2 separate regions of the Gasterosteus aculeatus genome follow, and region 1 is linked to region 2. Evidence: chromatin contacts called from public Hi-C data. All regions are on one chromosome and are shown on one strand. The core of a region is the stretch at or near the end of the contact, and the rest is flanking DNA. Distances in the headings are between cores, read along the strand shown.

Region 1 (4,324 bases), core at 133-2,632, 100 kb after region 2:
CCCAACACGTGTACAGATCTTTGTTTGACAAAGAACGCCAATAGAGACCTACAATTACGTTTGACTCATTGACAAGGAGAGGAGAAGTTATGTAATCCCCATTGGCTATGCTGATTATCATGAAGGGATGTCAGGTGAAAAGCAAGATGAGGATCATGTGTTCATGCCAAATTTGCTAAAACATTTGGAAACTTCTTGGTAAACCTTGCAGATATGCACATAATTATGATAATGTATGCAGGACTTTGTGGTTTTGGTGGATTTTACAGAAAGGAAATCTTAATAATTCCTGCATCAGTCATTTCTTAGTCAACAAAATAGGTTGAGTGGCTGAAACTACGAACACAATATTCTGAATAATTCAACAGAGAATTAAAAGAGACTGACTGAACAATAATGATGGACAGGTAAATAAAGAATATGATGACTTTTAGTCATTAATATGGTTCCAAACCACTTGAGCCTACATTTCCCCTAATGCTACTCACTTTTTCCTTAAGCCTTTAAATATGAATCGGCAGACTCGGGGCACAAACCCTTATGACATGGTGAGACTTCAGAGAGCTCTGGCTGACTAGGACTCCCCACGACAAGGAGGCTGATCTCAAAAGGGTGAAATGGAATTGCCCGAGTGCCTCTTTACCCTTCTGAGCATCGTTTCTTCATGCAGCTCTTATCAGTTTTTACAGTGGTGTTTTTTGAAGGCAATGCAATATAGCAACACGTTGTCATTACACTGACTGCAGTTCTGTTTTAACAGATGAAAAAAAAACTGTGGGTAAATTGGGATGCAGGTGTGACGGATCACTTCACAGTTGGAAGATGACCTCTGCAGTACACACGTACCCAAAAGCTCACCGCCGCAGTATCATTTTAGCTTACTTCTGCAACTCAGCATGTCCATATTGAAGTCTGAAGACGTCTCCAACCAGGACAATTTGACTAATTGGGTCTTTATGTTTCACGCTGTGGACAGAAGATGAATTGATGCTATCGGGACAGCATCAATTTCCAGCCCCCCCACACTCCCCCTCCCTCTGCCTGCACTAACTACCCGACCCATCCAGTGATCAATCTATTAAGAATTATCTCACACAACTTCAAAACATCCAAACAGCCCCTTTCACCCCGACTGTGTTTTGTTAGTTTGGTTAATGTAATCGACTTTTATAACAGAGTATTGCATCCAAATATATTCTTCATTAAATATGTAATATAGATTTACATCATCCGGGGAGAAAAAGTTTCTTCCTGGAGTCATTTGACTTGTCAGTGACCTTTTGGGGAGAAGCCAGAAAAACAACTCCTCGAATAACAAACGAGTCATACCGTTGCTTCAAAGGGAGACAAAATGCGCCGACACACAGCCGGTGTGCATGTGCGCACACGTCCAAAGCCTCGTGCACTGGAGCGGCTGTACCAGTGATGCAGGCAGTCCACGATTTATTCCCTCTGCTAGACAGGATTTGGTGTCATTTTGAAGAAAATCTCCCCGGAGTGGCATGTTGTACAGATAAGGTCATGCAGGGAGTTAGCTCAAAACCTCTGCTCAAAAAAAATTGCGCGTGCAGATTTTCACCCTTCAAAAAAGAAAATGATTAAACTCAGAAGTCAGAGCGCTAATCTACAATGTCCAGATGACTCGGACTGTGTGATTTTATTATTTATGATTATTTTATTTGCTTGGTCGGGGGTATTTGAATACATTTCTGCCGCCAAAAATAACATAAGCTCAGTTTTTAATTTTAAAAAGGAGATAAAAACAGAGCTCCGTCACGCCGCGCACACACACCGTGGCTGTTTCCAAAGCAATGACGGACGGGATTTACCGTTGGAACAACCTTTTTTTCTAACTAAATAATTCTCGATGTAATGCCAGCACCCTCAGTGATTTCTCCATATGTGCATGATGTGTTTTTACAGGATAAATGAAATGAACCAAATAAAATCTGACTCATAAAAAAAAAAAAAGGCCTGTGGGCTTCCTGGTGGCTCAGCTGGCAATCACACGTGACATTGTTTTTTGACTCCGGCCAACAATGGCAATGATCACATGAGCCACGGAAAAGCCTGTGGTCACTGCGAAGTAGGACAGAAGGCCGCTGATCTGAAGTCAGCGGCATCACAAAACAAGGGCTTGAATAACTCGTTTTCTCCGGCGCTCTATTTGAAACCCGAATGGGACGTCTCTCAGCTCCATACGGCTGCACCTCTCAAGTGAGGCAGATAATGAATAGATAATCGCGCCTTTGTAGGCACCAACAACAACAACAACGGCATAGAAAAAAAAACTGCTCATCTTTGCAACTCTCCGCTCATTATCCCGGCAATCTGAGAAAATAAGGGCCATTTGTGAAAACATCTCACGATGAGGGAAGCGTGCAAAGCATCCGTTTTGTTCGGCAGACGGCGGATAGGAGGACACGGTGTTGAAATGCAGGGAGCACATCTACGGCCGAGATCAGCGTGCACTAAACGACGGAGGCCTTTTGGTACCTCCCGTAAGAGCAGAGCAACCAGCAGATTCTACTCCTCGGAGACAGGTCAACAGAAAGTGGCCGCAACGGTCCGTCCTCACTTTCCCATCATGCAACAGTGTGCGTATTACCCCACACCCGTGTCGAACCCCACGCCTCGTTTTGTCACAATGCTGCTTTAATTACTTTGGCTTTACTGCAAGCCGCCAGCTGGAGCCGCCGCCGTGACGAGTATCCGCTCAAAGCGTTTTTCCGGTGCGCTGAGCGGATGCTGTTTGCACTCCGACTTGTGACCGTGGACGGCAGATGGAAGCTAGCCTTCTCGCCTGACTATTGTTTTTTTCGGTTCCCTGCAGTTTATCAATGGGCATTGTCTGTGCAAAAACATCTGGCGTTCTCACCGAACTTCCTGCACACACAAAAACATACAAATAGCTTGTACTCGTCCTCTTGTTGGGAAGAGGAACCTGCCGTAACGGTGGCAATTAAAACTCCATTTGGAGCAATTACAATATTATTTATAGCTCTCATTTTTGGAAGCGGCATATAGGCGAATCGGCAGCTCCTGCCAGCCGCGGGGCGGCTCCGGCCCGGAGAGAAAACGGCTCTGCGGTCTGCTAAATGACGCCTCCGACACCTGCCAGGCAGCAGGTGAGGGGACGCTGATACCCGTTATCGGGCTTCCTGGAGGCGCGTTGGCCCTAATTCGATGCCACGCGTGTTTTGGGTGTGACCATCTGTGACGGTTTTCAAAACAAGTTCCAAAGTCACGGTGAAGAGCACAGGTACCCCCGGAAAAAAAACAAAACGCTGCTGTGGTCGCAGTGAGATTTGGATCCAACAAGTCGAGGTCAACCCTGCGCTTCCCTTTGCGTCGCCTCCGACCCCGTCGCCGAGTCGCGATCAGACCCCGGTTTAGTAGCTGTCACGTTGTTTACAGCCGAGGCTTTCGCCTCACTCGTTTCTTAATCCTTTCTCCTCCCCGCTCTCTGATAGGAACGCACGCACAGCATTATCAGTCTCTCTCAATAAAAGTGCCCTCACTTTTCACTTTGATGTTCAGAGGGCAGGATGCCCGCTCTCTCTCTCTCTCCCTTCTTTTTGTCTGTGCTATAAAATGACATCAGTGGTGTTTATGACTTGTGGAAAGCTCTCTGGGATAAACCGTGAGGGGGAAAAAACAGCCTGTGTGTAAACCGTGTTATGGAGCCATTTGGCGTGAACGGAGAAGGTGGCTTTTTGACGCTGGCTGGTTAACAACAGAGAAACCGTTGAAAGACATCCACATGTGTTGGACAAGCGTGTTTGTTTCACCAGATGCCTTAAAGTTTGCTGAAGACGTCGTGTAATGCGCCTTTCCTCGCTGCCATACTGACCCGAACTAGCTAACTCAAGCTAACGAGGTGGCTACTGGTCATATCAGACGGAGAAAGGTTGTATCGGCGAAAAGCGTATTTAGCTGAAAAATTTGTTACATAGGAACTTAAATTAAATAATTAAACGTAAATTTGGGAACGTGATCTGAGACAAAGTAATACCTTTCTTTTACCTCGGCTACAAGCCACATACCCACTAAAACATATGATACAATATATATATAAAAAGTGTACACGGTGACATAAGCGCAACAAATGTATGTATTTTACAGTTAAGGAAAGTTATCATTTGTAAAAAGCCTAAATATCACAAGTGACAGATTTCCTGCTTCTCCTTTCTTTCCATCCCACCATTAGCTGAGCTGTGGACCGACAGCATGTGCACCATTCGCAGAAATAGGATAAAACTCTTCCTCCATCTTGTGGCTCCTCTGCCTCATTACGGTCCGCGCCGAAAGAAAAAAAGTGTTC
Region 2 (4,369 bases), core at 1,676-4,175:
GTTTTATTGTTTGGTGTGTTTTCTGGTGCTTCGCTTTTTTTTGACAGAAGGAGGGACGAGGAAGACTAAATTTAGCCAGTCTGGTTTCCGGCAAGATATTTCTTTTTCCATAACAATGCAGAGCATGTGAGACATCTCAGGATGCAGCACACACAAATTGTGCAGCGCAGGACTGTGGGTGGGCTATACCTCTTCAGGCCAAGACCGGGGAAAAAAAACAAAACACAAGCGTTGGGGGATCATCCGCTATTGGGGGAGAGATTCTCATCACAGCATAGGCAAAAGTTGCCCTGCCTTTGGAATGTCATCACACACCAGCGTTCCACTCCTTTTGGCTCTTTGGGTACTGTGCGACTCCCGTGAAGATGAGCGATGGTGACATCAGAAGTGGAGAACGTAGGAGCCGCCATGGCTCTGAATGGGTGGCAAGATCTGCGTGCCTCAAGGTCCAAACAAAGCCAGGAACACATCCAGTTTGTTTCGTTTCCTGTGATGCAGAGAATATGGCTTTGATGGAGAGAAAAAAAGGTGAAAGACAGACAAACAGCTGTAGAATACATTGATGATAAATGTGCATGTTGGTGCAATGCCATTATGTAAAAACACTGTTTGGCAAAAGGGACGATGTTCAGGCAACATTAAAATTTCAGGAAATATGAGTAGCCTCAGAGCTGTGAGTTCTTAAATTATGCATAAGAGCAGTTGTAGATAGGAAACTAACAAAACCAGATAAAAAAATATATTCTTAAATAAATATATTCTTATATTCATAAAAAAAAGAATCTATATTGTTCAAGCACTGATTTATCAATCCACGAGCAATAAGAGAATAGTCTGATGAGGTCTGTCTTTTGCAGTTGGCAGAAGTCGCCGTGCTCTTTCTGCTCAGTTGCTTCGATCTGCTGCTTCATCCGGCGAGCTGTGATAGTGTTGATACACTAGCAGTGTCTATTTTCAATATAGTCGTACAGGTAACGTCACTGATGGAGCACCGGGAGAAAGGGGAGCTTATTTTTGCCTCTGCTGATGCTAGATAGATGGTGGTGATGATTAAAATAGGACAGGTGTGTTTGAGCAGTTGCCAACAGATGGTTCCTCTGCGAGTGTCACCCTACTTTTTTCAGTCGATGTTAAAACCAGATGCATGTATTGCAGCCTAGAGCGCTTGGCTCTGTATTTTAAAGCCTGCAAACTTACAGCAGGGGAAAATCGACAGAAGGGCGCCCATGGTATTAAAAAAAAAAACAGCTCTCATGAATAGAATTAATTCAGCATCAGCGTCGAGAGCCTTAACCAAATCCAATGCATGACAAGTCTCTTTAAATATTTTGTTGCTGTGCATACACTTAAACTATGGCACATCCAACAGAAGAAAAAAAAAACATGGACCAGAGCTATGAAGCGAAATGCAAGGCGTGACATTGTGTTTGAACGTTGAAGCATTTAAAGCTTTAAACGACTGCTACACAGGGGTCATGTTTTGTAGACTGACAGGAATGTAACATCGCACCGGTTCCCTGCTCTCTTTTTTTATTTTATCCTCTCAAAAAGCACCACTGAAGACCAACAAGCACCATTCACTTTACCCGGAAAAGGTTGACTGTTAAAGTCCCATCTGCACGGGTTGTATTTTTTTAGGCCCACCTCATTTTGTGTTTGGACAACAGATAAGTGAAAAGATTGAGATGACGGGTACCCACACCTCGTTGTCCCGGTCCACAATGGCAAACACAAAACAGATATTGCTCTCCTCTCTGTCTTATTTGCCATTAGTCAGTTTGATAAGGCACCCAGATTGCTTTGGAACAGCACATAAAGAACTTACTGACAAAAGTGATTGGTGGCTTTTTGTGACCTTCATTAACTGGAAGGCCACTGAAAGGACACAGTGTATTTACTCTGAAAGAGAGCGAAGCAGGGGGAGTTATTGGGAGAGTGACATTGCAAAAGACTCCAACGCTTTTAAGACGTTATCACCGTCATTAAAGAGGCATGCACGGTCAACTATTGATTTTTCCTTCAATACATCAAACTAGAAACACACCCGGGTGCGTGGTGAACCTTTTCCATTACAAGTGTTTCCAAGGTTGTCATTTTTCCCTTTAGACTTCCTTAACCCGAACCCTAACCACCTCGATCTGGGTTGAATTACCTGCAAGGACTTGCTCCGTCAGTCAGGGTTTACATGCAGACGAATCAGTGGCTATGTGTTGTTCTGATTAATCAAAGCTGGAGCCGCCTTGCCATTCAAAAGACACAGACCAGCTTGAACACTCAAAATGGAACGTGTGCAATATATGCATGTGTCTGTGCTGAAAGAATTAGCTGCTGCACAATTAAACACCCTCCCTCATAAGGCCTGCCTCTTTTTGTATTTTGTTTTCGGAGTTGTTTTAAATTGTATTTGCCGACTAGGTCTTTATTTTGGAGCATTGCTTCCATCGTGCAGCAGCCAGGCTATTTAAAGCTCCTCAGTGCAAATGCTCCTTTTCTTTAAGCATTGTAAGAAAGCAGAGGAGGAGCTCTGTTAAACTGCTACAGAGTTGTCCCAGTTGTACCATCAACAGCCATACATAGACCGGGAAATCCCGGAAGTTGAGTGACTTTTCCATCCTAAATAAAATTCCAGAACATTTGGTTGGGAAGCAGAAACACATTTTCATTCACTAAATATAGTATTATTTTACTTTACAGGAAATTGTTTAGTCTATATAATCCCTTCCATTTTAGTCTAATTGTGAGATAAAAACCCATAATAACAAAAGAAAAAAAACTCTTATAAATTCAAAGGAGCCTGTGTTCTTTTTAGCTCTGGGCTTTTATTTTGAAAGACACCATGAGAACTCCCTACATGTATTGTGGCTGACTTCATGCATCTTCCAGTCTCGGTCGTCCACCTTCTACAGCATGCAAATTGCGGAGCAACTCCAACGTATCGCAGATTGGTTTAACCACGCAGAGCGCGCGGCGCGGCGCATGAGCTGGACCCGGTGCGCGCCCCTCATCCTTCCGAGTGGCCCGTAAGAGAAGGGACAACGGAGTGGGTTTTAATCACAGCCGTGTGTTGTTGTCCCCGTGGAGCGCGTCTAAAAACTTAATCCTAATTAATTCTGAGGAGGCTGCGGCGAGGAGGGCGACGCTCGATCATCCCGGGACCGGAGAGAAGAAACCCTCTCCGCGAGCTCCTCGCGCAAAGGGAATAATCAGTGTCTTACAGCCTCCAGGAGAAAAAAAAAAGACAGTGGACCCGAGAGGACAATTGTGGACTGACGGATCCTGTGAAGTTTCTTTATGTGTCAGCTTGTTTCTTTTTCTTCTTTTTTAAGGGACCGGAGGGTGTTTTAGAGGTTATTCCCTCTCCGGTGCATCGGTTCCTCTCGCGTACTGATGGACTGAGTACGGTGACATTTGGAATAGCATCCTCCTGTTTTCATCTGTTTTAGACGGTAAGCCACAAAAAGCATTCATTTCTGTAGTTACTTGTTTTAATTGACTAGGTGTTTTGTATGGAAGTTTTTTTTTTAATCATCTTGTATAATAATAATACAAGTCTCAAGGAATCCAGGTGTCCATCACGGGCTGGTTGCAACTACATTCCTATAAAATGCACAGTACCGTATATGGACTGACGGGTCCACATAACGCGATCACCAGCATGATTTAACAAGAAGTCCTGTCAAAAAAAAAAAGTGCCTGGAACTGACAAGAGAGAGAGAGAGAGAGAGAGGCGGGGTGCGCACGGAGTTTTCCTGAGGGGGCTCCATTACCTCGCGCACACCTGGCCGCTTGCCACCCGCAGTTACTGTATCCTACGCGTATGTTAATCGGGATCGGTGATGTGCCCACACGCTGCGCAACTCCGAGTGGGCTCTATTTCCCCTTTAGCGTCGCTCCATACGGATCCTCCGCGTACGAGCGTGCGTAAACACCGTCGGTGGTCGCAGGTGTGCTTAATGAGGACCGCATCACGACTGGACGCCAGCCGAGTCATTTTCATTTTTTCTAAATCAAGCATATCTTGGGTGCTCGTGGTCGCGCCACACAGCGTTTTTGACGTTAAGCATATATTTGGTTGCATTGAAGATTGGGATAGATTAAATGCCACATACAAGTCGAATTTAATCAGTCACCCCCAAACCCCACAATGCAGGGTTATATTCCCACTTAAATACAAGTTAATTAGGGGGAGAAGAACAGTATAATTATCTGTTAATTGTGAATTGCATATTGAGTTAGGGTCCTAATTATTTGCTTCGATGCATCGCTGGTTAATAGTATAGTTATAATCCCCCCATGCCATAAATGCGGGCCGTTCCAGCCTCCTGTGCCTGAACAGCACTAGATAAATTATTGATGGAGGGTTTGCGGG

Evidence for each region. A called contact is a pair of places that touch in the nucleus more often than the background predicts.
Region 1: a contact with region 2 is called in a Hi-C map of liver, with 7 times the contacts expected there. The contact joins the enhancer-like site here to the promoter of slitrk6 in region 2. A contact is called at or near these places in 5 of 6 Hi-C or Micro-C datasets (liver, skeletal muscle, tail fin and 1 more).

The regions. Positions count from the first base shown.
Region 1 is chr1:25,329,864-25,334,187 of fGasAcu3.hap1.1, forward strand. No RefSeq gene overlaps it. Among protein-coding and RNA genes, the nearest start is that of LOC144405495, 38 kb to the right of the region's middle. Within about 2 kb of position 1,383, at least 3 of the 9 cell types and tissues checked have open chromatin away from gene starts, as enhancers often do.
Region 2 is chr1:25,223,499-25,227,867 of fGasAcu3.hap1.1, forward strand. It overlaps slitrk6 (SLIT and NTRK-like family, member 6), which reads left to right and starts at 2,926. Exons shown (of 2, transcript XM_040187383.2): 1 at 2,926-3,446.